Linked DNA regions of Sus scrofa: regions 1, 2 and 3 are each linked to region 4. Evidence: chromatin contacts called from public Hi-C, HiChIP or PLAC-seq and promoter capture Hi-C data. All regions are on one chromosome and are shown on one strand. The core of a region is the stretch at or near the end of the contact, and the rest is flanking DNA. Distances in the headings are between cores, read along the strand shown. Region 1 overlaps LOC110257268 (a long non-coding RNA gene). Region 2 has its middle 18 kb from the start of BNIP1. Region 3 has its middle 44 kb from the start of STC2. Region 4 holds the start of ATP6V0E1 (ATPase H+ transporting V0 subunit e1).

The links. Promoter capture Hi-C pulls out the DNA fragments that hold promoters and counts their contacts. Hi-C and Micro-C count contacts between places; a contact is called where the count stands out from the background. HiChIP or PLAC-seq counts read pairs in DNA pulled down with a chosen protein or histone mark.
Region 1: a contact with region 4 is called in a Hi-C map of retroperitoneal adipose tissue, with 5 times the contacts expected there. The contact joins the enhancer-like site here to the promoter of ATP6V0E1 in region 4. A contact is called at or near these places in 2 of 5 promoter capture datasets (liver and skeletal muscle), 26 of 47 Hi-C or Micro-C datasets (adipose tissue, alveolar macrophages, blood and 13 more) and 2 of 2 datasets of contacts at active chromatin or transcription factors (alveolar macrophages and skeletal muscle).
Region 2: an H3K27ac HiChIP or PLAC-seq map of alveolar macrophages shows a contact between it and region 4. The contact joins the enhancer-like site here to the promoter of ATP6V0E1 in region 4. A contact is called at or near these places in 1 of 5 promoter capture datasets (fetal liver), 16 of 47 Hi-C or Micro-C datasets (alveolar macrophages, blood, embryonic fibroblasts and 8 more) and 2 of 2 datasets of contacts at active chromatin or transcription factors (alveolar macrophages and skeletal muscle).
Region 3: a promoter capture Hi-C map of fetal skeletal muscle shows a contact between it and region 4, with 5 times the contacts expected there. The contact joins the enhancer-like site here to the promoter of ATP6V0E1 in region 4. A contact is called at or near these places in 3 of 5 promoter capture datasets (fetal liver, fetal skeletal muscle and liver), 24 of 47 Hi-C or Micro-C datasets (adipose tissue, alveolar macrophages, blood and 11 more) and 2 of 2 datasets of contacts at active chromatin or transcription factors (alveolar macrophages and skeletal muscle).

Annotation. Positions count from the first base shown.
Region 1 is chr16:51,048,486-51,051,268 of Sscrofa11.1, reverse strand. It overlaps LOC110257268 (a long non-coding RNA gene), which reads left to right. Exons shown (of 4, transcript XR_002339663.1): 4 at 1,615-2,783. Among named protein-coding and RNA genes, the nearest start is that of NKX2-5, 36 kb to the left of the region's middle. Within about 2 kb of position 1,493, at least 4 of the 83 cell types and tissues checked have an H3K27ac peak or open chromatin away from gene starts, as enhancers often do.
Region 2 is chr16:51,120,765-51,123,464 of Sscrofa11.1, reverse strand. No RefSeq gene overlaps it. Among named protein-coding and RNA genes, the nearest start is that of BNIP1, 18 kb to the left of the region's middle. Within about 2 kb of position 1,349, at least 6 of the 83 cell types and tissues checked have an H3K27ac peak or open chromatin away from gene starts, as enhancers often do. A contact at or near this core is called in alveolar macrophages and omental adipose tissue, where this site is marked.
Region 3 is chr16:51,031,913-51,034,612 of Sscrofa11.1, reverse strand. No RefSeq gene overlaps it. Among named protein-coding and RNA genes, the nearest start is that of STC2, 44 kb to the right of the region's middle. Within about 2 kb of position 1,337, at least 17 of the 83 cell types and tissues checked have an H3K27ac peak or open chromatin away from gene starts, as enhancers often do. A contact at or near this core is called in brain, fetal skeletal muscle and skeletal muscle, where this site is marked.
Region 4 is chr16:51,259,144-51,261,942 of Sscrofa11.1, reverse strand. ATP6V0E1 (ATPase H+ transporting V0 subunit e1) reads left to right here and starts at 1,272. Exons shown (of 3, transcript NM_001044579.1): 1 at 1,272-1,441. The coding sequence starts at 1,338.

The DNA.
Region 1 (2,783 bases), core at 244-2,743, 210 kb after region 4:
GCATGATGAGTTCATGCAAAAGAAGAAAAAAGATACAGTCTTCCTAAGCAACGGAAAACATGGGAGATACTTTGTTGTGTGGCTCCATTATTTCTACATGTAGATTTTACATAATTGAGATCACAGAACATATATTTTTTCCACTTAGTATAAAATTGTAAGCATTTTCCCATGTCATCAAATACTCTTCAAATTTAATCTTGGTGGCTGAGCTTCCTGTGGTGGCCCAGGGGGTCTTGCAGGTTCACAGACCCTTCTTTGGAGGGGTCTCCATCTCCCGGAGGCCCAGGGGAGGGGTAGGCTCTGAGGTGGACACACCTTGCAGCCGGGGGGTCAGAGACTTGTACAGCTCAGGGTTTGCTCTTCACTGGGCTGTTTGTGGCTGGTCTTCGTGGTCGTCTGAGGGAGAGGGAGCACAGTGACTCCCTTCTGCAGTGACTGTACGGAGGCCTGTGTGACAAAGTGACATGAGACTCCAAACTAAAATAGCATTGCTCAGGAGTTCCCCTCAGGGTGCAGCAGAAATGAATCCGACTAGGAACCATGAGGTTGTGGGTTCGATCCCTGGCCTTACTCAGTGGGTTAAGGATCGGGCGTTGCCACGAGCTGTGGTGTAGGTCGCAGACGTGGCTCAGATCCTGCGTTGCTATGGCCGTGGGGTAGGCCGGCAGCTGTAGCTCCAATTCGACCCCTAGCCTGGGAACCTCCATATGCCGCGAGTGCAGCCCTAAAAAGCAAAAAATTAAAAATTAAAAATAAAATAAAATAAAATAATATTGTTCCTAATTCGTTGGGTTCTCCAGTCAGCAGGGGTCTTGTTCACTGCCTCCCCTGGATTGTGCCGAGATGACAAATGCTTCCATTCCCCATTCCTGCTGGTTTGCTCTGGACTCTTCCTCTTCCCTCTTCCTGGATAGACAGAGTGGTAATGATGCTCCCACCGGGGATCAAATGTCCTTTTTTTTTCCCATTTTTTCTTTTTGCTTGTTAGGGCCACACTTGAGGCATATGGAAATTCCCGGGCTAGGGGCTGAATCGGAGCTGCAGGTGCCAGCCTACCTCACAGCCACAGCAACGCCAGATCTAATCGGAGTCTGTGACCCACACTGCAGGTCACCACAACGCCGGATCCTTAACCCACTGAGCGAGGCCAGGGATTGAATCGAATCCACGTCCTCACGGATACTAGTCAGGTTCATAACCCGCTGAGCCACAGTGGGAACACTAGTAGGATCGAATTTCTTGGGTGCTCCCCCAGGACGTATTTCTGAGGTCCAGCCCCCACCATTGCTTCTGAGCCCCACTGTGGCCTCACCTGATCAGCGTCCATCCACAGCGGTCCAGCCCGAGTCAACTCCAGGGCCGCCGGGCTCTGTCTGCAGTGGCGTCTGAGCGAGGGACCACCTCCTGACAGGCAGAAGGGATGAGTGTCCAGGGCCCTTCAGAAGCAGGGACAATAGGACGAATCACAGAGTGTGTGAGGACAGATGTGACTAGCTGGGGATGGCGTGTCCGTCAAGCAGAGTATCAGGGAGCGCACTGGACAGGGCAGGGAGGGGCCTGAGCTCTTTGCACCATCTCCAGCAGCCCTAATGAAATGTGCTGTTTGAACAGGATGGCTAATGACGGCAAGCCCACCAGCTTCTCCCAGATGACTGGTTGTCTCCGCAGGAGCTGTGCCTACATTGTTGGGAACCTCAGTGGTAACCACGCAGTGCTGCCGGTGTGTCCGATCTGAGTGCAAGAGTCTGGGGATGGTGGACACACACCAGACTGTGCCCAGGACCTGAAGGTGGGAGGAACATGGGAGAGGCCCTGACCTCCCAGACTGGAGGACCAGAAGGACACCAGTGATGATAATAATACCCAGAAGATAAAAAAAGCGAACAAACAAACAACCTAGATGATTCCACGTTTATCATCACGTCTCAATTAAGACTGGGAGACCAGGTTCACACTGCTGCAGCTCAGAATTCTCATGGTGTTTCCAGAAAAACCATCCTTCCTAGGCAGAGTGGTGATTAGAGGTGTTTTCATCAGGGCTCTGTCCTCCAGTTGCTCCCCACTCCCCTGCTTTGTGCTGGCTTTCTCTCAGCCCGGGCCACCCAGGGGCAGTGGGCTGCCGAAGGGGGCAGCCCCCGCAGCTGCTCCCTCCAAATTCTCTGGGATTCCAGGCCGGGCGCTGGGTGATTACACTGCTGTTATCTGGGATTAGCTATTTTCGCTCCCTGTATTTATATCATGGAAGCTGCAGCGTGATGCTGCCAGATGCCAACATAGGCAAACTGTGCCTTCCTTTTGGACCCACCTGCTGTTCTGCTCACACCCGGCAAGGTGGCAGTTGGTGGGGCCAGACCTGCCAAGCCCTCTGCCCCCTCCCCTTCCCCAAACGGCCAGAGACATCAACTGAGACGCACAGAGGGGCTGAGCTCAGGGGTCACTGGCAAAGGCTGGACCCAGGCTCGGGAGAGGCGGGGGCAGGAGGGCCCGGGGGCTGGCAGCGTTCCCTGCAGAAGACGCCTGTCCTGTCACTGTCCTAATCCCCTGAAGTCTCCGAGTCTAGGAAGCCGCTTGCCTGCCCCCCACCCCTGTTCCACTCCCACCCATGAGCCCTTCCCTACTTGCATGTAGGGTGTGCTGAAGAGCCCTCGTTTTAGGCTGCCTGGAAAAGCGCCAAGTGCCCTCGAGTCCAAAACATAAGTGCAGAAGGATTAAAAAGCCCTGCTCGGTTTAGCCTGGGTCCCTCTTTGTTTCTGCCCCACTTTCCGCCCCTTTCGCCTTGG
Region 2 (2,700 bases), core at 100-2,599, 140 kb after region 4:
GGTAACAGCCTGGACTTGCAATTAGCCTGAAGTGGGGGGTGGGCAAGGCCATCTTGGAGGACTGAGCCCCCCATCTGTGGCATCTGCTGCTCCCTTCAAGTGGGTAGTGTCAGAATTGAGCTGAATTGTTGGATACCCAGCTGGTGTTGGAGAATTACTTTACATGGGGGATAAACCCCAGAATTGGTGTGTGACTGGCATGTCTGGGGACTAGCAAGGGAGCCAGTGTGGCTGGGGCAGGGTGGGAAGATCGAGAGAGAAGGACCACAGGTGGTCAGAGAGACGGTGAAGGACAAAATCACGAATGGCCTTGCAGGTCCCTGGAAGGACTGGCCTTGTACTCTGAGGGACATGGGGAGCCATTGGGACTTTTGAGCAGAGGAGCGACTTGATATGATTTATGCGTTGATAACAATGTGAAGGGGACACAGGCAGAACAGGGAGACCAGTTAGGAGGTCAGTTGGCAGCCGTCCGGGTGGCGGTGATGGTGGCTTGTACCTGGCTGATGGCAGGACTTACATAGTGGTGAGAGAGAGTCATATTCTGAATGTATTTTGAAGAGAAAACCAACCAGACAAGGTTTCCTGAAGGAAGGGCTATCATTCTTGAAGGATGGAGAGCAAAGAACTATGACATGTTGGCCTAAGTGACTGAAGGAGGAAGGAGATCAGGAATTGGGTTTTGGACACGTGGGTGTAGGTGCGTTTATGTGCCAGCAAGGCCTTGCTGGAGGCAATCTGGGACCGTGACTCAATTTGGAGATGCTTCTAAGGAAAAAAAAGATTCAAAAAAATAAGATAGTAAAATGTAAAATAAGCTCTGTTTTCTTCCTTGGCGAATGGTGGTCTCCTGGGGGCCCTGCCTGTGAGTTTGCCCAAATTGTGTTTCTTCCACTAAGCAAGGGCAGAATAAAAATAGCTGGGGGCTAATCTAAGAGATACCAGACCGGAGTCTCAGCCACGCTGTCAGGAATGAAGGGCTGCAGGCTGGGCTGAGGGGAGGTGGGTGTTAACCACCCTACCCCCCCAATCCCCAAAAGGGCCTGTGGTGTTGGTCAGTGTTTTCAATGGACCACAGTGCATGGTGGTCACAAGTGGGGCCTTTGGGTCAACAGCACTCTTCCTTGCCTGTATGTCCTGGGCAAGGATCGCGCCTCCGTGATTTGCTCATCTGGAGCACAGAACAGCCAACAGCCCCGACCTCTTAGGAGCACTGGGAAGATTTAAGGACAAAGCTCAGGCCAGGAGCTCATGCTGTGACCCTGATGAACACTGCATCCGTTCCCCTTTCTCGCTGGGGCTTTATTTGAGGAAATGGCTCAGGCCAAGAAGGGGGTGCCGAGGTTGTTGAGTCAGGACCCGGTTTGGAGGAGAGCTTCTCACATGGCAAAGTGTCGACAGTGGGACAGAGCAGGCCAGGGCACACTGGCCATCTTTCCCAGTCCATCCGCCCCCCAAAGTCAATGGGTAGAATTAGCTCAGTGTAAAATATTCTCTTTTTTCTTATCCTTAAATCCTCGCTCTCCTCCTCCTCCCCCAGTGGTTTTGTTTCCTGGCAATGTGCTCCTGGATGAAATGAATCCAGAACGTCGCTAATGAACATGGGCTGAAAAATGAGGAAATGACCCGTCATTTTTAATCTGACAGCTTGACTGGTATGAAAAACAAGTGTGCTCCTGACAGAAATGTCATGGTTTCTAAGAAGGGTGTTCCTGGTTGGTTCCTCTTCCGTGGTGTTCTCTGCCTCCGGAACAGGCTTGCAAACCAGTTGATGAGACAACCAAGGGAGGGGTAGTGGTTAGACTCTGCCTGGTCCCAGCTGCCTTCCTGAATGACCTCAGTCTATTCCAGAATCTTTTGGAGTGCAAGCACTGGCTATACTCTGTGCTGGGTGCTGAGACAAAAGAGGAAGATTCCACCTGCCTTGTGCAGCCTGATGGAGACAGACCTGGAGCCAGAGAGTTAGACTAGAGGGTGGTAAGTGTCCTAGACTGGGTCCCAGAAACCCTGGGAGCCCCAAGTGACCACTCCTTTAGACTGCTTAGAAACAACCAGTGGCGGTCAAAATAAAGCTAATGCTAAATGATTGTAATGAGATCCAAAAGCAGTATTTGGGGATGTGTTTATGTTCAGCAGGTGATGATAATAAATTCACTGAGTGATCACTTATTATGTCGCTTAATCCAAGGATTCTACCAGGTAGGTGGTGTCACCACAGTTGAGGCAATTGAGGGCCAGAAAGGACCAGAAACATACCCCAGGTCACATAGCTGGGAACTGGTGGATCAAGGATTAAAATCAGGCAGTTGGCTTCCAGAGCCTCCGAATTCTCTGAACAACAGGAATAAGGGAAGCCAACTAAGCTGTAGGGACAGAGGGACTAGTTGCTCCCTCTTCATGCAGACTCCACTGAGCAGCCATAATCATTTAAAAGGGAGGGTGGAGATGAGGCATTGAGGGGTGCAGGGATTAAGATCCCTGTGTGAGGATACCTGCTGACCTGGGCTCAGCACAGGGAGTTCAGAACCAGGCAGTCACCTAAGCAAAGGAGGGAATTCATTGGCTCATATAACAGAAAGTGGCTTTTAGGTACAGCTGGATCCAGGTGCTCTAACAGCAATATTAAGAACTGGTCTCCTTTCATCTCTCCTCCATATTTCCTCCATGTTGGTTTTATTCTCAAGACTTTCCCCAGGTGGC
Region 3 (2,700 bases), core at 88-2,587, 230 kb after region 4:
AATCAAATTTCATGTTAAATTTAGATTTCTGCTTCTCTTGGAAAAAATCAAGTCCTCGTCCCTGTAAGGCAACCCATCGGCTGGCCCGCTGCCTCCTCTAGCCTGGATGTTTTGCTGCCAGGGCCCCGCAATCCCCACCGCTCCATCCTGACGGGTCAGCTTCATTCACTGACTAATGTACAAGCCGGAGAGATAAGAGTTAAGAGCATAGACAAGCTAGAGCAGTTTCGAATTTTACCTCCTGATTGTATGACTTGGACAAGTTAGCAAAACTGCTGCCTTAGTTTACAAACCTGTGAAACGGGAGCAATAATAGTACCTGTCCCAAAGGGCTATTGGGGGAAGCATAAAGGAGTCACATATAAAAGTGGTTGGTGGGATTTCCTGCTATGGCGCAGGGGGTTAATGATCTGTCTTGTTTCTGCCACACTGCCGATTCGACCCCTGGCCTAGCACAGCGGGTTAAGGATTTGGCGTTGCCTCCGCTGTGTTGTAGGTGGCAGACACGGCTTGAATTTGAGACCCCTGGCCCTGGAACTTCCATGTGCCACAGGTGCAGCCAAAAAAGGAAGAAAAAAAAGTGGCCTGGGCTCCTATGGTCAATATCCTATAATAAACCATAATGGAAAAGAATATACAAAAGAATATATGTATTCTTTTATATACATATTCAGATATATATATTCTTTTATGTATATTCTTTGCTTACCTTACTCTACCGCAAAACCTAACACAACTAACACAACATGCAAATCAACTATGCGTCAGCTAAAACAATACTTTTGTAAAAAAATAGAGCCTGGTGCGTTGAAACGTTGTAAAATGTTAGCTATTATTATAATTATTTCTGGGTGTAAATATTTGCATTTTTTTCCCGCTCACAGTGAAAAAGGCTTTTTCTTCTTGAACCCCCACACTCTGTTTCAATCCGATTTCGTGCGTGTGCAGAGAAGGTTCAGAACTTGTCCAAGATGCTGGAAGAAGCCAGACGAGCAAAGGAAGGACCCCACCCTGAACCTGGGCCGCCTCCCGCCCTGGCTGGACCTCTGGGGGCCACCACTCCTGGCCGGGAACCTGAGCTGACCTGGGGAATCACTGAGCAGGCTGTCACTCAGTGTCCCCAACACCCTGGCCTGTCAGGCTGAGCCCAGGTCCTCCTGCTCAGCACCAGACACTTCCAGACCCTGGAGTCGGGAGGCCGCGGAAACAAAGGCCTTTATCTCCCGCGGGCTCTCCTCGGCTCAGCTGGGCTGCTGGGCCCGGCTCTGGACAGCATAAAAAGTCAGGCTCAGATGACAGAGGCAGAATTTAGAGCCCTTTCGGATGGCAGCTGGGATTCAAGCTGTCAGCTGGAGGCAAGTGATCACAGTCGGGCTGGTGGGGACCGTGGTGCGTGCGAGAGGGCAGGGCTGACGCTGTGCAGAGCTCCCAGCCACCCCGGGCCGCCTTCTATTTATAATTCCCCTGATAATAGGGCCCATTCATCCCCTCGGCAGGCCACTAATTGCTCTGGAGCAGAGGGATGACAGCCTAATTATTAACTTCACAAAAATTAAAGTTGGGCCGTGTCAACAGGGTCCATTTGCTGTCACCCAGATGCAATTCGTTGCCCTTCATTGTGGCAAAGGGCAGTTAGAAAAAAACGACAACAACAACAAAAAAACAAACGAACCCCCTGGCCTGGGTCCAGCGCCAGCAGACTTTTATTTTATGGCCTCAAATTATCTTGGGGAGGCTCTGCTTCCAGGAGACAGAATGCCTCTTTCCTCTTGGCCGTAACTGTGGTCAGGCTGCCATAGCTCCCTTGACGGGAGGTGACATCTTGTCCCCGGCAACGTGGGATCTGAGAGGCAGAAGGGACCTTCGTGAGAATACAAACCGCTGGGCCCACTTCGGTCCACGGATATGTTTTCTTTGGCGAGCAGAATGTTTTAAGAAACTTTTTAAAAAATTGAAGCAAAATTCCTACGACAGAAAAGTCACCATTTTATTTATTTATTTATTTTTGGCTTTTTGCCTTTTCTAGGGCCGCTCCTGCGGCATATGGAGGTTCCCAGCCTAGGGGTCGAATCGGAGCTGTAGCCGCTGGCCTACACCAGAGCCACAGCAACGCGGGATCCAAGCCGCGTCTGCAACCCACACCACAGTTCACGGCAACGCCGGATCGTTAACCCACTGAGCAAGGGCAGGGACCGAACCCGCAACCTCATGGTTCCTAGTCGGATTCGTTAACCACTGCGCCACGACAGGAACGCCAAAAATCACCATTTTAGAGTGTACAGTTCAGTGGCATTGAGTACTTCCACGACGTTGGACAATTGTCACCTCCATCGAGTTTTAAAACATTCTGATCACCCCAGAAGGAAACTCCTCTCTCCCTCCCCCCAGACCCTGGCTACCACCACCACCAAGGCTCTTCACCTATTCTGGACGTGTTATATCAACAGAATCCTATGACAGGTGACCCTTTGTGACCGGCTGCCTTCACGTTGCATGAGGTTTTCAAAGTCCATCACGTTGCTGCATGCTCTGGGACTTCATTCTTTTTTAAAGTGCAGAATCATTTTAGTAAGCTTTTGAATTCACTGGTAATAGCCGTCTTGAGCTGTAATCCACATACCATCCAAGCCACCCGCCAAAGCATACAGCTCCGAAGATCTCACAACGGGTCACAGTTCCAGGGGTGTCCAGCCACCAGGG
Region 4 (2,799 bases), core at 23-2,522:
TAGAGGGTTGGCTTGATTATGCACACACAGAAGTACAAGGCCACAAGACATGCATTAATGCAATGAAATAGGTCTTGGAGAGCGTGGTACTTGGACTGGAACTTAAGGACAATAGAATTTTTGCCGCAACTGAGCTGCTGGGGGAGCAATATGAGCACAAAGGAGACCAACTAGTTTCCTACCTTGTCCTTCAGGTGAAGGCTGGGCATCATATTTGAAGAGTTGGTACAGATGTTAAAGATCATTGGTCCAACTTCTCATTTAATACAGGGTCCATTCTAGTTGAATGAAGAAAGAAATCAGGAGGTAATTCGAGGTGAAGAAAGGTGACTACTGCAGAAAAACCATGGTCCAGGGTAAAGTACGTTGGATTGGTTTATGGATTTGCTTTCCATCTTGCTTCTGTCTGAGAGCTCTTCCAGAAAGGGGTTCTTTCACTGTTCCAAGGTTGTCACATACATACTACAGTGAACGTATGTGAAGCTTGGCGTGCATTAGAAAGTCCACGTTACCTTCTCCTCAATATTCTGGCTTTAATTCCTACTCCCTTTTCAAGGCTCTGCTCAGAACTGGCTGCGGTGGACAGTCATGCTCTTTGGTTCCCTCTATCTTGACACTGCACTGAGTGACCTGCTCACAAGTCCTTCTCCTCACCAGTTCATGAATTCCTAGAGCGGGTGGTGGTGTCTGATTTCTGTAACCCCAAAACCTGGCTCAGTGCACAAGTCTAACAGTAGGTCAGTAGCTAAGAGCGCTGGCCTTGAAAATCACATCATCAAAGGTTGAATCTTGGCTCTGCCACTTACTAGGTACCAGACTCTGGGCAAAAATTGTAACCTGCTCCCTGGACCTCAGTTTCTTTAGGTGCAAAGTGGGTACAGTAATTAAAACTACTTCATAGGCTGTAGTGAGGTGTTCGAAAAGAACTCAAGCACTTAACTCATATACCAGTGCCTGGCACACAGGAATTCTGAACAGAAAATTACTATGAAGTTTTCTACACGTTTGTTGCATAAGAAGCTAAAGCTGTAAATAACTACATGTATTTCTTAAAAGGGCCACGTTCTTGCCCGGAAACTGCTAAGCCCTTGGTGACTTGACACTTACCTCTGGGGCTACAGAGCGAGCGCCTTCTGTCAACAGGCAGTAAGCTCCGAGACCCTCCGGGAGAGGGCGGGGCTCTATAGCCCGGCCCCAGAGGGGCGGGCCCGGCGCGCGGTCACGTGAGGCGCAGGAGGCGGGTCTTTGCGCCCGCCGATCACGCGGTCTGTGTTGACACTTCCGGGTGGCACCTAAGTGAGGCGGCGGGGCAGGGGCTGGCAGCTCCGACGGCAACCATGGCGTATACCGGCCTCACGGTGCCTCTCATCGTGATGAGCGTGTTCTGGGGCTTCGTCGGCTTCCTGGTTCCCTGGTTCATCCCTAAGGGTCCCAACCGGGGGTAAGTGCGCCAGGCCTGCCTGGGGTGGGACGCGCGGTGAGGACCGGCCGGGCCGGGCGGGGGAGAGGGCGACCCTGCACTGGTCAGAGACCTTCCCCGGGTAGTCCTGCAGTCCAGAGTCAGGCCCCGAGCCGCGTGCAGCCCCGCAGTTTCCTTATCTCAGCAGCCTCCATGTCTCCCGGCCCGAGCGTGAGGAGTTTGACCTCCGCCAGACCCTCGAGAAGGAGTTTTAGGGGAATTTTTTCTCACCACGTCCCTCTGTAGGACGGTACAGTCGGAAATGGGTTTATATCGATTCAAAAGAGAAGTTGCGGTTCGTCCCTAGACGACTATTGCCTCTTTAGCCCTGCCGTCCACCCAAATGAGGCCTCGTTTGCCTAATCTTTGAAGGAACGGATCAAATAAATAAAACAGAAATGGCCCTCTCTGCCTCGCAGCCTCTCGCAGTTGCACAGGACAAGCTTGTGCAATGACATTGAGCCCAGGCCTTGCATCTAGTGGGCGCCAGGAGGTAGCTGGGGCCTGATCTAAAGCGAGATTAATTACCGAAGAGCTGGAGGTATTGTTTAGAAACCCCTGCGTCATACCTTTTGGAGGGCGCTGGTATGTGAGTGTAACAAGCTCTTAGAAGCTTAAGAGATCCTTAAGAAAGGCTTTTAAGGAGACTTTTTTCCCAGACTTCTTTGTTAGATAGAGATTTATCTGTTTGGTAAGTAAACTTTTTAAAAATTGTGGTGTGAAGCAGAGTGTTCTCAAAGGAACTCTGAAACACCCTCTTTCTGGTTCCTCTTTTGCCTTTTAGTCATTTTCTTCTCACTGTAAGATCATGTGGGGTGAAACTTAGATTGAATTCACAGTTTGGGGGAGCACCATCTCTTGTTTTATTCTTTGAAACTAATTGGTGGCTTCATAGTGTTTTGCATGTATAGTGGACATTCAATAAATTCTTATTTTTTAGTTTTTTTATTTTAGGGCCGCACCCACAGCATATGGAGGTTCCCAGGCTAGGGGTCTAATTGGAGCTGTAGTTGCTGGCCTACGCTACAGGACAGTAATAACAGATTCAAGCCGCATCTGCAACCTACACCACAGCTTAGTGCAACGCCAGATCTTTAACCCACTGAGTGAGGCCAGAGATCAAACCTGCGTCCTCATGGATGCTAGTCAGATTGTTTCTGCTGAGCCATGGTGGGTACTCCCATTCAAAAATATTTGTTGAGTGGATAATTCTATTTCCTTTATTAAAGAAAAGCAAATATATTTTGTGACCTGATTCTCCTTTGCTCTCTGGAATAAACTTGTGTTAGACCTGTTACTTCTCTCTAGCTTACAAGTAAATCAGAATTTGTTTTGATTAA